3 separate regions of the Mus musculus genome follow, and all the other regions are linked to region 1. The links are chromatin contacts, called in public promoter capture Hi-C maps. All regions are on one chromosome and are shown on one strand. The core of a region is the stretch at or near the end of the contact, and the rest is flanking DNA. Distances in the headings are between cores, read along the strand shown. Region 1 overlaps Tsks (testis-specific serine kinase substrate). Region 2 holds the start of Ppfia3 (protein tyrosine phosphatase, receptor type, f polypeptide (PTPRF), interacting protein (liprin), alpha 3). Region 3 holds the start of Myh14 (myosin, heavy polypeptide 14).

What was found. Promoter capture Hi-C pulls out the DNA fragments that hold promoters and counts their contacts.
Region 2: a promoter capture Hi-C map of liver shows a contact between it and region 1, with 2.1 times the contacts expected there. The contact joins the promoter of Ppfia3 here to the enhancer-like site in region 1. A contact is called at or near these places in 3 of 39 promoter capture datasets (cranial neural crest and liver), 2 of 115 datasets of contacts at active chromatin or transcription factors (microglia and pancreatic cancer cells) and 2 of 9 other capture datasets (adipose tissue and liver).
Region 3: a promoter capture Hi-C map of stem cell-derived epiblast-like cells shows a contact between it and region 1, with 2.5 times the contacts expected there. The contact joins the promoter of Myh14 here to the enhancer-like site in region 1. A contact is called at or near these places in 5 of 39 promoter capture datasets (cranial neural crest, embryonic stem cells, pre-B cells and 1 more), 1 of 15 datasets of contacts at CTCF or cohesin (embryonic stem cells), 1 of 484 Hi-C or Micro-C datasets (embryonic stem cells), 1 of 115 datasets of contacts at active chromatin or transcription factors (embryonic stem cells) and 2 of 9 other capture datasets (embryonic stem cells and liver).

Annotation. Positions count from the first base shown.
Region 1 is chr7:44,949,583-44,954,404 of GRCm38.p6, reverse strand. Tsks (testis-specific serine kinase substrate) reads right to left here. Exons shown (of 11, transcript NM_011651.2): 3 at 3,531-3,626; 4 at 3,283-3,366; 5 at 2,459-2,569; 6 at 1,573-1,859; 7 at 464-658; 8 at 1-91. Among named protein-coding and RNA genes, the nearest start is that of Tsks, 8.8 kb to the right of the region's middle. Within about 2 kb of position 2,219, at least 261 of the 459 cell types and tissues checked have an H3K27ac peak or open chromatin away from gene starts, as enhancers often do. A contact at or near this core is called in adipose tissue, liver, pancreatic cancer cells and 1 more, where this site is marked.
Region 2 is chr7:45,365,047-45,369,868 of GRCm38.p6, reverse strand. It overlaps Ppfia3 (protein tyrosine phosphatase, receptor type, f polypeptide (PTPRF), interacting protein (liprin), alpha 3), which reads left to right and starts at 2,850. Exons shown (of 30, transcript NM_029741.2): 1 at 2,850-3,210. Lin7b (lin-7 homolog B (C. elegans)) reads left to right here. Exons shown (of 6, transcript NM_011698.1): 4 at 519-728; 5 at 1,402-1,565; 6 at 1,871-1,978. The coding sequence ends at 1,892. Mtag2 (metastasis associated gene 2) reads right to left here and starts at 3,708. Exons shown (of 2, transcript NR_015480.2): 1 at 3,595-3,708; 2 at 1,921-2,493.
Region 3 is chr7:44,668,759-44,673,580 of GRCm38.p6, reverse strand. It overlaps Myh14 (myosin, heavy polypeptide 14), which reads left to right and starts at 2,738. Exons shown (of 42, transcript NM_001271540.1): 1 at 2,738-2,781. 2310016G11Rik (RIKEN cDNA 2310016G11 gene) reads right to left here. Exons shown (of 5, transcript NR_152106.1): 2 at 4,279-4,382; 3 at 3,748-3,918; 4 at 2,982-3,147.

The DNA.
Region 1 (4,822 bases), core at 970-3,469:
CCGTCCCAGCTCCTCCAGAATGGGTTTTACTGGGCCCAGTGCCTCCAGTTCACTCCTCAGTGAGGCGACAGACACTGCTGACCTCTCCACCCTGAGGCAGGAGAGCAACCAATGTGGATAACTTGCAATATTCAGTATTATCCCAGCACCGGAAAGTCCTCCTCTTAATACTATAGACCTGCACGGCCTGGCTTGGATGGGTCTGTCTAACTCCACTGGGGATAGAAGCCAGAGCTTCTGCTAGGCAAATGCCGAGCCAAGCTCCCATTCCCTACGGGTGGATCTCAAGCAGGGACTCAGCTTCAAAGCTAAGCCCTTAACCCATAGCAGGGGTTGAGCCACACTGCCAGCCTCTCACTGGGTCACTTAGCCCACTGCTCAAGCCTTTTCCCTCAAGGATCCACCCTCCGATTACTTCTTTCCCATGGAGCCCACATCCCTTCAGCACCTGCTGAGCCCTTACATAGTGCACAACTCATCTGCTCGTCCTCGCAGCTCCTGCAAGCCCCTTGCGGACTGTGCCTGTTCCCGCTGCGCCCGCTCCCACTGGCCCAGGAAGCCATCCAGACGGCCGCCAAGGCCTCCCAGCAACCTCAGGGCCTCCTGCACTGCCCCCTCCTCCTGATGCCACCGGGCTGCCAGCGAGGACACCTCCCTCCTGCGAGGATCAGAAGGGAAGAAAGGGTTGGGTATAAGAGTTGACTATGCATGCTATCGTCGACCTCGCCCCAAATAGATCACCAACATTTTTTTCTTTACTTTTTTTGTTTTGGGTTTTTTTTTTTCTTTTCTTTTCTTTCTTTCTTTCTTTCTTTTTTTTTTTTTTTTTTTTTTTTTTTTTTTTTTTTTTGAGACAGGGTTTCTCTGTGTAGCCTTGGCTGTCCTGGAACTCACTCTGTAGACCAGGCTGACCTCGAACTCAGAAATTCACCTGCCTCTGCCTCCCAAGTGGGACCCACCTGGCCTTGTTTTGGTTTTTAAGACAGGGTCTGTTGCCGGTTGGTGGTGAGTGACACCTTTAATCCTAGCACTTGGGAGGCAGAGGCAGGCAGACCTCTGTGAGTTTGAGGGCCAGCCTGATCTACAGAGTGAGTTCCAGGACAGCCAGGGCTGCACAGATAAATCCTGTCTCGAAAACAAACAAAAAAGACATTCTTGTTTATTGTAGTCCAGGTTGTGCTGGCATTCTCTTTGTAGACTAGGCTGGCATCGAACTCACAAAGATCCTTCAGCCTCTGTCTCCCAGTGCTGGTATTAAAAGAATGCACCACTTTGCGTCCCCCACCCCACCTCTTTTCCTTTTTTGAGTGTACGAAGTTAGCCCGGTACCACCTATGCTATCACCCAATCCTCATCTAGGTTCTGCTTCTGTGCTCACACGTTTAGCTCCCCTAAGCCCCGCCCACATCAAGCTCTTCCAATTCTCATCCACCACTACCCCTCAAGGATTTACTCTGTCCGGTCCACCCAACCGCAAACAAACCCCGCCCACGCAGGCTCCAAGCTCCTCCTAGCTCCCGCCCTTTGTTCCACCTACGGCCTGATCCACCAATTTCCTTCAGTCCCGCCCACCTCAGCTCCTCCAGGCCGGTGGAGACCTTCTGCAACTCCTGCTCGCTCAGCGAGGGTCCCTCCCCTGTGCGGACTGCCATGCCCCAGCCACTGGAGGACAGGCCTCGCTGCCGCGGGGGTTCCTCGGGGCTGCCAGGAGGACCCGAGCAGCCCTGAATGGGAGTGGCAGGGCTCAGACCATGTCGGGAGAGGCCAGCCTCCAGTTTTTGCTCCAACTCCTGCAACTCGGCCTCCTGTCTCCGGGGCGTCTCATCCTGCAGTTGCTGCTGGAGGTATCTTAGCTTCTCCTGAGCAAGGGAGGGCAACGAATCAAGGTGTTCGGCACCTTACCACCTGCAGCTAACTACACCCCATGGATCCCCGAGATTGCAAAGTAGTGTAGAGAGAGGATAGTTGGGAAGTACGCGTGCAGTGTAACTGAACTCCTGCTTGTCTTTAGGAGAGGAGATAACATTTACTCTAAACTCTGTAGTGGCAGGCAACCTATCACTCCCTTCTCCTGCCCTGCCTGCCTAAAATCAGCCCCTGCCTCTTAGGGACCGCGACAAGCTTTCTCGGCGTTCCGTTGGAAAGTGAGCTAGCAGCAAGTCTTCATTCTAGACTAGACCCGGCCTACCCAGTCGTTTCAGGCTACACCCTTGAATAACTAAGCTTCCTCAGGCTCCACCCTGGTCCCACCCAGCGAGCCCTTTTGGCTCCTCCCGTGGGATGGGCCCCTCCTTCCCCTGAGAGCCAACTCCTTCAGCCAGGTCCCAAACCCTCCTCAGTTCACTGAAGGCTCTGGAGCCTCTACACCCCTGTCCTTGTCCACCATAGCTCCTCCAACCTCCATCCCGAGACTCCACCCAAACTTCTCACTAGTTTGGGACCCTCCACACCCTCGTACCTCCAGCAAGGCAGAGTTCTGCTTCAGGACATTGGTTTTGATTTCAGCGTCTTCCACTGAACGGGTCACCTTGCGGCAGTTCTCCTGGGTCAGGACATCAGGGCGGGGGCCCTGCCTTCCCATTCCGGTTCTGCCCCCCACCTTCAGCCTCTTTTTTTGCATCGCACCTGCCCTATGTAGGACGCACCCACTTCCCAACCAAGCTTCCTTCCTAACCAAGCCCGTACTGCAGTACCCCTTTGACCATCCCGCTTCTCCTGTGCTCTTTTTGTTTTAAATTTAAAAATTCAATAGATTTTTTTTTTTTTTGAAAACGTCTTATGAGCCGGGAGGTGATGGTGGCGGCGGCCGCGGCGCGCATGCCTTTAATCCCAGCACTTGGGAGGCAGACGCAGGCGGATTTATGAATTTGAGACCAGCCTGGTCTCCAGAGTTAGTTCCAGGACAGCCAGGGTTATAAAGAGAAACCCTGTCTTGAAAAAAAAAATCTTATATGAATGGGTATTTTGCCTGTGTATATGAATATACATATGTATATGTGCAACAGCGCAGGCAGTGCCCATGAAGGCCAGAAGAGAGTGACATTTTTTGATAGCCACGAGAGGGTCTCATGTACCCCGGTTTCCAAGTCGTTATATAGCTGAAAAGAATCTTGTACTTCCAAGTTCTGAGATCAAAGGTGTGCTACCACACTCAAGCCTGAACCCGGGGTTTCCTGAATGCTAGGCAAAGCCCTCTGCCCACTGAGCCACATCCCAAGCCCTCCACGGTCCCCGCTTTTCTCATCACTTTCTCCCCAAGCCATTCCTTCCACAGCGGCTCACCTTCAACTGACTGCAGTACCCCTCCAACTCTTCTGCCTCCTGCCGTCTTCTTTCCAGATTCTCACTCAGCACAGAGCACTCGCTCTTGACCATGGAAGGGAGACAGGGTTACACAAAGGCGGGGTTAAAGCTTATACAGGGGAGCAGGCTCTTAGCTTCCGGAGGGCCGGCACAATGGAGAAAGGTGGCTACAAAGACGAGAACTTAGTTCTGGAGGAAGAGGCCACAGGGATCCTTAAGTATCATACCTGCAGAGTCTGAACGTGCTGATTAACCCGCGTGGTCTTTTCCTTCAAGCTGGTGATGGAGTCTTTGGCACGTACCAATCCACTGTTGACCCCACTCTGGTGAAGAACAGAAGACATGTATAGTTCAATACCAAGAACATTCTAGAGGCAGCAAGGGTGTATTTTCAGTTTGGTTTTGCTCTGGATGGGCATGTGGCTTTGGGCAAAGGGTGACATCCTTGAATTGAGTTCCCTTGTTTGGTAAAGCTAGAAGTAGACTAATATTCTTCACAGTGTGCTGGGACAAGAGGGGAAGACAGTTTCAGAAAAATGCCTAGAATCCCCCAGTCAGAGGAGAGGATGTGGCTCAGTGGTAGAGACACTACCTAGAACGCCCCAGTGAGGGGCTGGGGTGTGACTCAGTGACAGAGTACTTGCCAGTGTGCACAAGACCGCGGATTCCAGCCACAAATGTGTACCCCCAAAAATCCCTCCTTTTCTGTCTCCCCACTCTCTGAAGTATAAAACTGACAACATCTTGGATCGTCAGGTAGAGACCATGAGATCTCACCATGTAGCTGTGGCTGGCCTGGAACCCATAGAGTTCAGTGTGCCTCTACCTCCTGAGTGCTAGAATTAAAGGCCAGTGCCACCACGCCTGCTTCCTGTGCTCAGTTGTTACCAGCTGCTCTGAGACTAGGCTGCGGCTTGTGCCCTGTGCACTCTTCTCTGTCTTTGTGCTATAGCAGTGAGATTTGTTACATAACCACTGGCATTTATCCTCGTTTCTCAGTGAGATAAAGACTTTAAATTAGAGTGCCTCTGCAGCTAGCTGAGCCCATGTGGCCATGACAGGTGGGTGGGCGACGTGGATGGGCCGTATGGTGTGGACACTGCATGGTGTGTTGAAAGGACAGGCATGGCTTCCTCCCCTTCCTCTTCCTCCTGTTCCTCAGCTTCTGCTTCCTTTTCCTCGTCCCCTTTCTCTCCTGATTTTTATCTTTACTTTCTTTCTCTCTTAATTTTTTAAAGGGATCTGACTGTAACCCATTCATGAAATGATGGACTGAACAATCCTGGAGATGCCCCCGCCTCAGCTCCTTATGTATTGGCATCACTGACTAGAGCTCTGCACCTGTTCTCCCTACCTTTTGAGACAGTCTTACCCCATCTGTGGTGGCGCACACCTTTAATCCCAGCACTCCTGAAGCAGAGGCAGGTGGATCTCTATGAGTTTGAGGCCAGCCTGGTCTACAGAGTGAGTTCCAGGACTGCCAGAGCTACACATAGAGACTCTACCCTGCCTTAAGTAT
Region 2 (4,822 bases), core at 1,601-4,100, 410 kb before region 1:
CTCCTTCACATCAGCGCATCTCTGTGCCACCCTATGAAGATTTATTTATAATGCCCTTTAAATAACTGCACATTTTTAACTTGAATGCACATGAGATTCTCTCTAGCAACAGGCTTGGAAACTGGCCTCACTTTCCTGTCGGTAAGATGACCCTAAAAGGCAATCCTGTTGGATGTTGTGAACAGGGACACCTTTCCAAACTGCAGTGCTTATTACTTATTACTGCCTGCAGACTCAAGATTTACACCTGATCCCTATCACCCCACCCCACCCCCGAGGTGGGGGGGGCACTTGTTTCCATTTGTCTGAGAACAAGATTGGCAGGTGTTAAGTACTAAGGATGCCCTTCTCCCTGACTTTCGGAAGAAAGCAAGGGTTCTCACAGGTCGGAGTCAGTATAGGGTAGCCTCCTGTTGAGCTGTGTCAGGGTTCCCCTACTTGATCTTTGCGGCTACGCTGGCTGGAGTGCCCATGTCTCAAAGAGGGTCTCTCTCATTGAGGCGTCTTCTCTCTTCCAGGCCACAGTGGCTGCTTTCACGGCCAGTGAGGGCCACGCACATCCCAGGGTCGTGGAACTACCGAAGACTGATGAGGGTTTGGGCTTCAACATCATGGGTGGCAAGGAGCAGAACTCACCCATCTATATCTCTCGAGTCATCCCTGGGGGCGTGGCTGATCGCCATGGTGGCCTCAAGAGGGGAGACCAGCTGCTGTCTGTGAATGGTGTGGTGAGTGGGGTTGGTAGTGTCCGTAAGGCAGCCCTGGACGGTCACATTCCCTCTACACAGGGAACACAGCCTTTGGAGACAGCACTGTGGGGTACACTGCTGACCCTCAAGGACTTCAGAGAGCCTAGCTAGGATAGCAGCCCAGTGTAGAAGATGGCAGTTGTTTTCAGGAGGAATATTTGGCTTGGAGGTTGAAGGTTGGGTACTTCTCTGAACTAAGATGTGGAGGGGTGGTTCTGGCTCGGAACAGAGATGGTCCCTGAGATGAGGAGAAAGGCTGGCTCTGCCTGATGTCTGGGCCAGTCAGCATCCTGAAACCCCAGTGATTAGAATCCAAGGAAACACCACCGAGGAGGTCGTCTCTCCAGAAAAGCCCGGCTTCTGGCCCTGGGCAGTGAGGGCAGGAGATCAATAAGCTTAGGGGGTGTAGACAGACTTTTTTGGGACAGGTTCAGTGGCCTGGTTCATTGAGGACACTGGGACTCAAAGCTATCTTGACATGCAGTTTTTAGGTTGTGGGTGCTGTGCCTAAAGTTGGTGATCCACTAGAGGGATATGAGGCCTTGGAGACTTGACCCCAGCAGCCGTGTCACTATCCACTGGTCCCATGTCCTGGGTAGGGTGGTAAGGGCAGCGGTTTGGGCCAGCAGTCTGTGCGAGGCCTGCCCTGCAGAGTGTGGAAGGCGAACACCATGAAAAGGCGGTGGAACTCCTGAAGGCTGCACAGGGCTCAGTGAAACTGGTGGTGCGCTACACTCCTCGGGTGCTGGAGGAGATGGAAGCCCGCTTCGAGAAGATGCGATCTGCCCGTCGGCGCCAGCAGCACCACAGCTACACGTGAGCCTCCAGTCACCATCCTCTCCCTGCTGCCTTCCCCAACCTTAGATACCCAAATCAGGCCAGTGAGCACAGCGGCCTTCAACATTTATCTCTGGCTCTCCACCAGGGGTTTTCTGACCTTTGACTCCTGCCATGGTAGCTAAGGCCCTGGGACCCTCTGGCTCCCCAACTCCAGAAGCCCTGTGCCTGATTTTCTGAACTGTTGTCTCCAGAACCCCACCATTGAACATCTTACGCGCCCTCCCCCACCCCACCCCTGAACCTACCCTGTGTCTAAAACTCCCCTCTCTACACCCTCACAGGTCCTTGGAGTCTCGAGGCTGAAATCACAGACCAGGACCCTCCTTCTCCTCCCCTGTACAGTATTATTTATTGTCACTGGCTCCTTATTTAAAGATCTTTAACCCTCACCGAGTGTCTTGTGTGTCTGTCGCGCATCCTGGAATAGTCTCTGTGGGGGAGGAGGACAGTGAAGCTGAGGTTAAGAACAAGCTCATTCCAGTCTGTGTACCATGATAGACAACGCTCGCGCAGCTCTGAAGGCGGAGGCTGGCCGGTGTCCCAGAGACTAGCCCGACCCAAGGCTGCGTCTATGTGAGCGCCAGGGAGCACCACTAAAGACCACTGCCCCCAACCCTTAAGAGGTTCGGAAGGCCAAGGCCTGGCAAGGTCTCCAGTGAGTCGGACGCGGGAGTCTTGAAACCAGCAGAAGCCGCCTGATCATTGCCTCTGTAGGCGGGGCGGAGCGAACCATCCACTGGGGGAACCCTTGCGGGCCGTGCCACCGTCTGCGTAGGAGTCGGGTTGGTGGGGCGCATGCAGTACCCTAGACGGGCGCAGGGGTGCAGAGTAACACGCACTCGCCACCCGTCGTCCACTTGCCTCACCTTCCAACCGAGCACATCCTTCCGGGAGCCGCCCTTGTCTTAAAAAAAAAAAATCCCACCTTGAATGTTGAATTCCTATCCCGCCGCCCAACCCTCGTGTCCCGTGAGACGCGCGCCGCCGTGGGGACCCGGGGTCGCGACTCGCGTTCCATGCTGCGCGCTACTAGATTCAGGTGACATCATCCTCTGCCGGGCTCCGCCTCCCTCCCAGGCCGCCGCACGCTGCATGCCTATTGGTCGCTGCACCATGAGTCCCGCCCCCAGCTCTCCGCCCGCGCGGCCCCTCCCTCCCGATGTGGAGGCGGGGTCTGGTCGCCGGCCGGCACGGAGGCCAATTCTCATTGGCCATTCAGCACCGTCCGTCAGTCTTCTGTTAAAGGGGCCACGACCGCCCGGGATCTGTGGGGGGGGAGGGGGAGGGAGGAGAATTTTTTGGGGGGGGAGAAGGTGGGATTTGGGGGGGCGCTGGTGGGCACCCCTGGATCTGGCGACTGCGGCCTCGCGGGGGGAGGCTGTACGGTGACAAGGGCAGGGGGCTATTTTAGGGAGTAAGAAGGCTGTGAGACCGTGAGGGGGAGGGGGGTCCCCAGCGCTGGAGCCGGAGCAAGAGACGCTGAGCCCGCGCTAGCGGCGTAGACAGGGTTCCAGAGCTCCAGATCCGGGCCCCGGCCGCCGCCAGGGGCCCCGCCCGGTGCCCCTACCCCACCCCGCGTCCCTCCTGCAGCCCAGCTCCTCCCGCAGTCGTCGCGGACCAGGTAGGTAAGAGCCCGGCCCAGCTTGCCCGGCAGCGCCCACCCTGGGGACCCCTGGGCTAGCGTTTCCGACCAGCTTGCCCGAAATCCTACATTCCCATCTTCATCCCAAGGGAACCCAGAGTCCAGATTTCACAAGCCAACCCAAGAGACCCAGGCGTGTCCCTTCCCGGAGCTGAGAGTGCCCCGCCGAACCCTAGTATCTCAGGCGGGCTACCTCCTTGTGCCTCCTCCAGGGCCCAGAAGCCTGGATCCCTCAGCTCAGCCCAGGGGATCCCTCAGTCTAGATCCATCCTCTGGGCCCAGTCCTGGGAGCTCCAGACCCTGGTCACCGCTGTGGGGCTTCCTCCATTGCGTCCAAATCGTTCCCCCATTTGCGTCCCCCACCTTCTGGTTGAATCAACCGGAGACGTTCCTCGGTCCAGGCCGGCTCGCCCTGGACACAGGCCCGCGCCGGAGCTGTCCATGGTCAGCTCTCGGTAGCCTCGCCTCCCCCATCTCCTTCCACGGCCGCTAGGGAGGAGGGGGGTGCAGGTGGTGTGGGGATTCCTCCCCCTCACCGCGCCTTTGACCTGGGGTTCCCCGGCGCCCCCCTCCCAGATGGGCCGCAGGGCTCTCAGGCCCATCTTTAGGCACTCTAGCTTTCTGGGACTCTAGCTGCTTCACTTACATAGAGCTTGTGAATGTCCCTGCCCAGGCCACTTAGAAACCTTGGCATGGAGCCTCCCGCTCCCACCTGGTTCTGAAAAGCTGTTAGTGTCCATATATCTGCTGGCCCTGACTAATCACTGTCACCTTATTCAGCACCCGGGGAATCCAGTTTCCTAGCCTTTGCCCCCACCTCCCCACTTAGCACCTACTTTAACAGCTCCCCCCTGCCCTCCGCAGACAAATATGACCAGCCTCTTGGTACACCAGCACCTGCTTGCTGCCTTATAGACTCAGGCGCCATGACTTCTTTTCAAAGACCTGGAATGCAATTCCTCTGCTTCTGTCCTCACTCCCCCTTGGAGATCTAAGTGTCTCACCCCCATCTTATAACCTCCACCTGAACAAACACTCATCTCAGGGACCCAGAATCTCTGACAGTGGTGAGTGTCCTGTCCATCAGACCACCCACCCAGGCTTACACTCCCACCAAACAGTCAGGCTCTAAGTTTCTTCACCCCTAGGTAGATTCAAAAGTCTGGACCTTGGCTCTGCATTCCACTCCCATCTTCATGTCTTGGTGGCCTCAACTTCACATCTCCCATGGCTTTAACGAGCACTTATCATCTGCTCTATCATCTCAGGTGCTAGACTTGCAGAGTCTCCTCTCCCCCAAAGCTGGATATTTCTGGCATCTCATTGCCTCTAGAGACCCATATGGTAATATCTGATGTCTCATACTCCAAGTACCAAACAGCCATCCTTTCCTCCAGGTGTGTTTTGGGATCAAGGTTCACGAGGTTATTTGGAACCAGGCAGCTGTCTTTCTGCACTTCTAGTTAAAAATGTGTCCTTTCCCTGTGTTATGTTCAAGATCCTAAGTTCCAGAACATTTCCAGATGATGTGCCTGTTCCGTCCTCACCAAGGCATGTGATCCACTTCAAGGCCATGAACTAACTTCTAAGC
Region 3 (4,822 bases), core at 1,489-3,988, 280 kb after region 1:
CTGGTTGTTGCCTCCTGATGTGGGCCCAGGGGTTGAACTCTGTGAATGGGGTTTGGTGGCAAGCACTTCCCCCTGGTAAGTCATTTTGCTGGTCTGGTGTTTGTTTCTCAATGAGGGCCACTCTGGCTGGGGTGATGTGAAATCTTGAACTCTGGATCCTGCTGCCTCCACCTCCAAAATGGTGGAATTACAGGTGTGTGTCCCTTCACTCCGTTCATGTGATGCTGGGGACCTAACCCAAGGCTTCATGCATGCTGGGCAGGCACTGTACCAACTGAGCCTCAGACCCAGACAACATCTTTCATTTTTGTGTAGTATCTTAGCTCCTTGCTGGATTTCCCCACACATTCCAGGCTATTGCTTAGGTTCTCTAGACCCAGGTCATTCTGAGGGCTGGGATTAAGAAAGCTTTCATGGTCTATTTCTTTCTCTGGCCACACATGTCTGCGTGTTTCATTCACTGATTTCCCTATTTCAGCTTATTTACCCACGGGGAACCTCAGGAGAAGACCACACACAGATAACAACGGGCTCACAATATAACTGAGAGTATCCTGTAGGTGGTGGTGGTGGTGATGATGATGATGATGATGATGATGGTGTGTGTGTGTGTGTGTGTGTGTGTGTGCGTGTATCAAGGTCTCCAAGGAGACATATTGGGACTTTAACTCAAGCATGTATTCTGGATGGTGTAATGGAGGATGGCGAGAGGTTTAGAGGCAGGGGCATTCGTCCTTTGGACTTGATTCTTTGGTCTTGCCTTATCCCTGGTGGTATCATAGAGACAGGAATTGATCTCACTGAGGCAGCCCGGTCTCTGTGCCCACGCCTGTAAAATGTGTGCAGCAGCAGGACCAAATGCATAGAGCTGGTGGGTCCATGTTGTGGGATTTAATGTACAGTGAGAGCTTAGAACTGTGTGTGTTCTCACTAAATGTTAGCAGGCATTAGAGTGGCATGGGTTTGCAGATCAGAGAAAATCCCCGGCAACCAAAGCCTGCTAAGCCATGTGTGGTGGTGCATACCAGTCATTCCTACACTCAGGCGGCAAAGGCAGAGCGATCAGAAGTTCACAGTCATCCTCTGTTATGCAGGTAGTCTCACCTCCCCTTAGGCTGAGCAAGCAGAACTGAAGCTGCCTCTGCAACCAGGCCAGTAAAGACAGATGATGACATCACCAGTTGCTGGGTAGATTTAGCCTTGATGGAGTGGATGATATCCGTAGTTGGCAGGTACGGTTGGTTGGCTACAGACACCTGAGCTGTCATGTCCAAATGGACAATAGAGTGCCAGGATGGCAGAGCTGCAGAATGAAACCCTGTCTCCGAAGCAAAGAAGCAGGCCTGCAGCAGTGGCTCAGTGGTTAAGAGCAGAAACTGTTCTTCCAGAGGACCTGGGTTCAATTCCCAGTACCCACAGGACAGCTCAGAATCATCTGTAACTCCAGTTGCAGGAAATTTGACATCCTCTTCTGGCCTCCGACCGCACTGTATGCACACAGTACACATACATATATGCAGGTAAAAAAGCCATACACACACACACACACACACACACACAGAGAGCCATACACTCACACACATACACAAGGAAACAGCAAGTTTAGGAGACTGTTCAAAGCTGAGGCAGACCCAAGTGCTTAAGGGACTATGAAACAACACGAGCTAAGCAGTTGGAAGACAAGGTGGAGTGTATCTATGTGGTGAGGGCTTTGGGGACTTTGGTATTTACTTATCGTTTGTTTGCTGATTTATTTATTTTTGCAGTAAGGTGATGTAAACTTAGTGCTTTATAGCTCAAGTGCCCTATAACTGAGCCACATCTTAAGCCCTCTTTTTGTACTTTGAGACAGGGTCACACTAAGTTTCTCAATCACTTTGTTTAAACCCATGACCTCAACTCATTGCAGTCCTCCTGCCTCAGCCCGGCAATGCTAGCTAGGATGGTAGGTGTGGTCCTCCAGATGAGGTTGGGGTTTTTGCTTTGTTTTCTGAGACAGGGTCTCCTATAATCTAGGCTGGCCTAGAAATCTTTACATAGCTGTAGGATGACCTTGAACTCCTGATCCTCCAACCTCCAGTTCTCCAGGGCTGGAATGATTCTCTGGTGCCATCACTCCTGCTTTGCAAGGTGACTGGGTGGAACCCAGGGCTTCGTGCATGCTAGGCTAACCCTCTACTGAGTCTCCATATAAGGTCTCAATCGCACCAAGTTCAAGGCTTTAGTGAAATTACGTAGTGGAAACGCTTCACACATCTTTGAGCTCAATAAATGATTCTGACCCATCCACCTGCTTTGGGTCTGCTCACGGTCTGCACTCTACAAAAGCAGTTTCTTGGTGTGTGTCCTCACGCCGGCTCCCGGGGGACCCAGGCATTCCGGCCTCCCGCCGCCCCCTACGGGTGCGCACAAAGGCATCCATTCATGCCTGTTTACAAAGCAGCCCATTCACCCTGTCCCCTTGAACCAGCAGCTGCTGGCCGCTCCCCAAGCATCTCTATTGGTGCTTCCTGCTGGCCATCAGGCCCGGGTCCCGCCTACTGCCGCACATTCTCGGCCAGGTTCTTTTCCCACGCCTGGCACGCTTTGCCAACTTCTGATTGGCCTGGCGCGCCAGCCGCTCTTTTTGATTGGGCAGCACTGAGCCCCAGGGGCGAGGTCTGAGCGGGCCGCAGCAAGTGCTGATTGGTCTGTAATGCCTACCTGTGGGTGGGGCCGTCCACTGCAGGCCCCGCCTCCTTTTCTGTCCAGGCCGAGGCCTCTGGACCGCCCTGGGCGCCGGTGAGTGTCCGGGGACCTCCCCCCCGTGGTGCGCCCCAAGGGTTGGCCAGAGCCTGTCAGACCTGGGGAGGCCGGAGCCGGTGGGGTACAGCGGGGGGTCTTGGAGAGGGGTGGGTCAAGACATTCACCCTGGGTGCAAGCGACCCCAGGGTCAGGGAGAGGTAAGGGGAAGGTTGTAGTCACCCAGCCCGGATTCCCACCTTGTGCCAGACAGCCTGGGGTCATCTCTGACAGCGTCACACGGTCTGTTCTGCAGAAGGGGAAACTGAGGCAGTGCTTGGAACGTTGCATGATAGAACACCTGAGTCATGGTCTCCATTCCCCAGCTCTCAGGACTACCGTGTCAGATGTCAGAGGAGGAAAAAGCTGTGGACCAGAGAGAGAGGGGTCGCGACAGGCAGGGACAGGAACAGAGAAGGATGTGTTTGGCTGGGTGTCCCAGTTTGTTTTGATTTGACTTGGTTTAGTTAGTTGTTTTGGTTTTTTGTTTTGTTTTGGTTTTTTGTTTTTTTGTGAGTTTTTTTTGTTTGTTTTTTTTGTGTTTTTTGTTTTTTTTGGAGATAGCTTCTGAACTCACTGTGTAGACCGAGTTGACCTCAACCCCCAACCTTCCTGCCTGAGCCTCTCAAGGGCCGCGATGACAAGAGTGTGCCACCAAGCCTCACAATGGACATGGGCACTTTAATGTATAACTAAACTCCCCTCCAGTGTAGGAGAATGGATTTGAGGTAGGTTTGTGTGGTTTCCATCTCACAGAGAGTGAAGATATAGACTGGACCGAGGTGGGGAACACAGGGACCTGGTGTGCCTGGCCCTGTGGCTTTTTTTTTTTTTTAAACATCATAATAGTAATCAGGAGTTCAAGACCAGCCTCAGCTACATGATGAGTTCCAGGCGAGCCTGGGCTACTTAAGACCCTGTATCTGAAAAACAAAAAACAAAAATAAATTGTTCTGTAAGCCATACCTCTTAACACCTCTTAAGCCACAAGTTTATCGTAGGCATGATCACCCGATGTCTCCTCCTCGATCACCTTCTCGATTGAGGAGAAGACCCAAGCCTGAGGCTGGCATAGCATTTTGACATCATATCTGAGGATTGGGGCATCCCACTTCCAGGGTTCAGGAAACTGAGATTCTAAGAAAGAAAGAAAGAAAGAAAAAAAAAAAAAAAACCACGATAAAACAGAACAGAGACCTGGGTCCTTTTCCTCAAATAATTTTTGTTGATCTCATGAGCCTCAATTCCTAGCGAAGAAAGTGAAGGTTCAGAAGGCTGGAGGGAGATTCGAACCCTAGCATACTTAGTCCGGCTCTGTGCCAGCCCTTCACCTTTGCCCACAGCCGCCCACTTGGCAACAGGTTCTATCTTTGCTGGCTGCTGTGCCAGGCCCCGCCCCCCGCCCAGCCCGGCAGGTGTCAGGAGACGTCAGAACCCGGTCCTGCCTTCCTGACGGGAGAGGCCCCACCTCTTGCTGGACCGCAGAGCCGGCCTCACCTGGGTGCTGGAGAGGATCTGGACTCGGAGGCCTCCCCATCTCTACCGCCAGGCGCCCAGGTAGCCTCGGGATCCGCGGGATAAAGGAGCTATGCCATAGGGCGCTGGGTCGGGACGAGAGGGAGTTAGGATCCATGCTCCCAGAGCGATAATGAGCCAGGTACCCCAAGTCAGAGGGAAGAAGCTGAGCGTGGAACCCAGTGTCTGAGCGAGGAGAGCAGAGGTCTGGACCCTAGTGTCTAAAGGAGGAGGGCTGAGGTCTGGACTCATGTGTCTGAAGGAGGAGGGCTGAGGTCTGGACTCATGTGTCTGAAGGAGGAGGGCTGAGGTCTGGACTCGTGTGCCTGAGGGAGGAAAGCTGAGGTCTGGACTTCTGTACCTGAGGGAGAAGGGCTGGGGCCAGGATCCCAGGGTCTGAGGAAAAAGGACCGGGTCCTGACCAATCTAGGACTGAGGGAGGAGGCTGGGCTGGGGTCAGTACCCCTGGGTTTGTAGGAAGAGGTTGGGTTCTGGACCCCTGAATCTGAGAGAGAAACTGGGGTCT